2 separate regions of the Cyprinus carpio genome follow, and region 2 is linked to region 1. The links are chromatin contacts, called in public Hi-C maps. All regions are on one chromosome and are shown on one strand. Each heading gives the region's core, a stretch centred on a gene start, on an enhancer-like site or on the middle of the called end of the contact. The rest is flanking DNA. Distances are from core to core; before and after follow the strand shown.

The links. Hi-C and Micro-C count contacts between places; a contact is called where the count stands out from the background.
Region 2: a Hi-C map of skeletal muscle shows a contact between it and region 1, with 5 times the contacts expected there. The contact joins the enhancer-like site here to the promoter of LOC109050719 in region 1. A contact is called at or near these places in 6 of 8 Hi-C or Micro-C datasets (liver and skeletal muscle).

What each region holds. Positions count from the first base shown.
Region 1 is chrB25:14,325,775-14,328,474 of ASM1834038v1, reverse strand. LOC109050719 (serine/threonine-protein kinase pim-3-like) reads left to right here and starts at 1,412. Exons shown (of 6, transcript XM_042752890.1): 1 at 1,412-2,032; 2 at 2,267-2,376; 3 at 2,470-2,520; 4 at 2,601-2,700. The coding sequence starts at 1,945.
Region 2 is chrB25:14,374,394-14,377,093 of ASM1834038v1, reverse strand. It overlaps il17rel (putative interleukin-17 receptor E-like), which reads left to right. Exons shown (of 18, transcript XM_042753207.1): 18 at 276-1,126. The coding sequence ends at 284. Among protein-coding and RNA genes, the nearest start is that of il17rel, 9.0 kb to the left of the region's middle. Within about 2 kb of position 1,268, at least 3 of the 8 cell types and tissues checked have an H3K27ac peak or open chromatin away from gene starts, as enhancers often do. A contact at or near this core is called in skeletal muscle, where this site is marked.

The DNA of each region.
Region 1 (2,700 bases), core at 163-2,662:
CAGACAGTCACACAGACAGACAGACAGACACACACACACACACAGACACACACACACACACAGAGAGAGAGACAGAAAGTCAGACAGAAAGTCAAAAAGAAAGTAGGTAGAACAGACAGTCACACAGACAGTCACACAGACAGACAGACACACACACTCACACACACAGACAGACACACACACACACACACACACACACACACACACACACAGTCACACAGACGGACAGAAAGTCACACAGACAGTCACACAGACAGTCAGTCACACAGACAGTCACACAGACAGACAGACAGACACACACACACACACACACACACACAGACAGACAGTCACACACACAGACGGACAGACAGACACACAAACACACACACAGTCAGACAGAGAGACAGACAGACACACACACACACACAGTCAGACAGAGACACACACACACACACACACACAGACAGATGGACAGTCAGACACACACACACACACACACACACAGACAGTCAGACAGACAGAGACACACACGCACACAGACGGTCAGACAGACAGACAGTCACACAGACGGACGGACGGAAGGACGGATAGATAGATAGATAGATAGATAGATAGATAGATAGATAGATAGATAGATAGATAGATAGATAAAAATAATAACAATGTGCTTAATTAATATTCATTATTCATAAACCAGTCAAAAGTTTTTGTACAGTAAGATTTTTAAAGTTTTTTTAAAGAAGTGTTTTTAATGTTTTTTCTGCTCACCAAGCCTGCATTTATTCAATCAAAAGTACAGCAAAATAAAAGTAAAATTTTGAAATATTTGTACTGTTTAAAATAACTGTTTTCTATTATATTTTAAAATGTAATTTATTCCTGTGATTTTAAAGCTGATTTTTTAGCATCATTACTCCAGTCGCATGATCCTTCAGAAATCAATCTAAAAGTTTGATTTGCTGATCAAAAAAAACATTATGTTGAAAACAGCTAAACAGATTTTTTTTCCAGGTTCCTTTGATGAATAGAAAGTTTAGAAGAACAGCATTTATTCTGAAATAGAAATCTTTTGTTACATTATAACATTATACATGTCTTTATCATCACTTCTGATCAATTTAAAGCATCATATACATATATAAATTTGTATTTTTTTTATTTTTTTGTGACAGGCGCAGTCTAGTAATTACAGATCCCTTCACCAACAACAATAAAAATAATAAGCTTTATTAATATTTCTTATTATTATAATAATTAATTGTTGTTGTTGCTAAAACCGCATTATTATTATTATTATTATTATTATACAGGCACAACCCAGCAATATTACCCCAATTAGTCACAGCGCAATTATATAAACTGTGCAACGTGGTTGGTCTTGTTATATAGCCTAAGCGCTATAAAGCAGGTATCCATGGGCGTCTCGCACTATTCACCAACCCACTATTTATCACTACTGATGAACGCTTAAACATTTACAGCGTTATTCTACATTTTATCACGCAGTATTTCTTCCTTCTTGAAACACTAAAGAATTTTGAGAAGGGCGTTTGTTTTTAATTTGATAGTAGTGCGTCTATCCGTCGCGGAGGGATCTGTGCGACGCGTCCAGCGCCCAGCACGAGAATTAAGAGTTAATACGGTCTCCCCGCTCTCTCTCTCTCACACACACAGACATATCAACCGAGCAGACCCAAAAGCGCAAACGTGTGCAGTTCTCTCTCACTATGGGTGCGCGGGGACATTTGTAAATAATTACCGGAGCTTGACACCTTTGTAGACGAGGAATCGAAATCGTTTTGCGATTGCTCGTGGGATTTTCGCGCGGAGTCCCACCAAAATATTGCATTTCTGAAGGGAATCCGCAGTTCTCGGTGAAGGACGGAGAGTGCCGGTGTTTCCCGGTCCGAAGCACAGTTACGCATCGCAAGGACTGAGAATCGTTTTGAGAAGGCGACAAACATGTTACTGTCCAAGTTTGGATCTTTTTCTCATATTTGCAGCACGACCAACATCGAACACTTGCCGGTGAAAATTCAACTTCAAGCAGGTAACGTTAGACGTCGTTCTTCAATATCACAAAAGCGATATACACTTTCACTCCGCATTTAATTGCGTGTTATTTATTTCTAATTTTCCACACGCGACGTATCCAGGCACGCGCCTTTCCGTGACCTGCGTATGGAGCCATTTTGTTGCCAACCGTGCATAGTACACGTTCGGTTTAAATCGCGTTTTTATACCAACACATTAACCCATACTGCTTCTCTCCTTCGTTTTACAGCCAAGACCGAAAGGGAGCCGTTTGACAAGGTTTATCATGTGGGCTCGGTGCTGGGAAGCGGCGGGTTCGGGACAGTGTACGCCGGTACTCGGATCTCAGACGCGTTACCGGTAAGCGTAGGCTTTGTTTTGGTGGCAGCACATGGCCGCGTTTGGCGCCACAGTCACGCATTCACACGCGCGATTTTCTCTTTTTGTCTCCAGGTTGCGATAAAACACGTCGCTAAGGAGAGAGTGACCGAATGGGGTACGATTGTAAGTAAACAAGCCTTTATTTACGTGTTGGTTTTCTTCTCATTGCTGGGTTGTTTCTAAAATGCGTGTTTGTATTCCAGAACGGCTCGCTGGTTCCACTCGAGATCGTTTTGTTGAAGAAAGTCGCGAGCACGTTTCAGGGGGTCATTAAGCTCATCGATTGGTACGAGAGAGCCGACG
Region 2 (2,700 bases), core at 19-2,518, 49 kb before region 1:
AGTTTACATTTTTTCATCTTTTTGCATTTTTACTTTTGCAACTGCATAGCAACCTGCTTAAAAACAACATAGAACACCTTAGCAACCTATTACAATGACCTGACAACCACCCAAAACATCCAGCATCAAATCAATGAGTTTTGTATGGGCAAACATGACACACTTTTCTTTAGAAAACATAATTGATCTAGTTATAGATATAATAGATCTAGATATGAATAGGTCTTTTGTGGTTATTTTAACAAATAAATTATGTCTTATGTTTCTTTTAACAGAATCAGTGACACATGCCTTCTCAGCAAGAGGATGTAGATTGTAGGACAGTTCTCAGTGAAGCATGCATGTATAATCTTTTTTTGTTTGTTTGACTGTAAGACTGAAGCTTAACATAATACTTGTTTATGTATTATCTGATGCACATATTACAAGTTGTAACATCTGAAAAATATATCTAAATACATTGTTTTTTTATGCATAATGCAACAGCTGCTTTTATATGAGTTTATATCACGCAATGTATTAACGCCCACAGAATTTGAAGCATTTGTATGTAAGACTGAATTTTTGCGACACATTAATAGTTTCCTGCTTTGCATAATCAAATTTGTTTTTGTCACCTCTGAGTTACTACTTTTGTACAGCAGAGGGCAGGGTCGCTAAGAAATGAATGTCTGTGTCAGCAGTGTGAACGAGTTTTTGATATTTCTCTCACATCAGGCTTGAAACTAGGTCACAAATGGGTGGTCAGCTTACAGACTCTTGTGTAACCCCAATGTGTTGGATCACTGCCATACAAACTGTTGCACCTGCACATGTTACTGTGTCGCCTGTGCCTGTCGTCATGATATTCGATGACACACTTTTTTCTCTGATCCTGAGGATGCAGAGATACTGTATGACATTCCTGGACGGTGCGGCTCTGTGCCGATGGGAGGGGCCGGGCGGAATCGGCTCTGGGGTTTGCTGATGAAAACATTCCTGAAGGATAGAGTAAAGCCCAAACAATAGAGCTCAATCATAGATATTGGACAAATACAGTTTTGGGGAGATGCCATCATTGTCCAACTTAGTCTGTGATTTTATTGTGTTTTTATGAGTATCAACTGAATAAACTTCTTTTCTTTTTTCTTTTTTTTATCATACTCAGAGTTCACAGGGTTCACTTGTAAATAAAGGGGGTTTCACAGTGATGCCACAGAAGAGCCATCTTTGGCTTCTCAAATAACCTTTCAATGAACATTTCTTAAAATCAATGTGTGAAGAACATTTTAATAATCTAAAGAACCTTTTGTGAAATGGAAAGTTTCCATGGATGTTAAAGGTTCTTTATGGAACCGTGTGTGTGTGTGTGGCATATGGGTGCTAGCGCTAGGGAGTTTTTGACTCTGGTAAACACTGTAAAACAAACCCATGTGAAAATTGTTGGCCTCAATGACTTCATCGCTGCCTCCAGACTCCACCTGCTGTCTGCTAGTCTTCAGCTGGGAGTGAAGCATTCCCCTTTGATACTTTCCATACGGACCAGACCGCTGCCTTTTCTGTACCTCCCTGACAGAATGTTCGACTGGTTGCGCTTTGCCTCCAAAACGTGTTTGGGATAAAGGGATAAAGCACTGAAAAAAGAAACAGAGACAAAAGCATTTGCTGAGTTGTCGTATGTTTAGCTACTTCCACTTAGCTGCCAGTGACCGCATCTGACCTTTTTGGTTGGGGTCAATAGCCACCAGCCCTGTCCTCTAACCTTCTGGACTTGGTCAGTTTTATTACCATAGACTCATACCATCTGTTGGTGTCTGAACCCATAAATCCCGATAGGGAGAGCTTCTCATCTCAGAATATGCTTACTTCACTGGTAGTATTCAAAAAACAGTATTTCTGAAATGGCATACTCTCTGAGTAGGTATTACATTTGATGTATGTTCTATATAGTTTGAATGTGTTTAGTATGAGTGAAGTTCAGATGTTCTACACCCCTCAATGCTGTCAGTGTCATGTGACTTACGGCGTCAGTCGCCTCACTGCCATTTACAACTCCTCTTCTATGGTCTCGTGGCACTTAGGAAACTCGATGGAAGCAGTAGGCCTATGTCATCAGGGTGTTTCTCATATTGTTTTATGAACACTACTCATTTCACATAGGCTATTGTTTTTTCTGCTTTATAGTAGGGAAGAATGCATATTAGGACACACACGATAGGATATAGGAACAGGAAGTATTCATAGAGCAGATGCAACTGTATGACACTTTGCTATTCCATGAGTGATTTTTAAAAGACAATAACACATTTTATATATACTATACTATATACACTATATATATATTAGGGCTATATTTAATATATAAACATAACATATTCTTCTTAAATATATACATGCATGTGTGTGTATTTATATATACATAATAAATATACACAGTATACACACATATATTATGTATAACAAAATTATATTTATTTTGGATATGATTAATCGTGATTAATCATGTTGACAGCCCTATAATATATATATACCCCAGTATACACACATATATTATGAAAACAAATATATATAATCGTATATATTTATATAATATATATATATATATATATATATATGACAAAATTTATCATTTCTTATCGGACATTGCGTAAAGAAATCATGAAAAGTTGACTCAGCCAATGGCTTTGAGTGTGCAGGCTTTCCGAATCAAAATTCGAATCA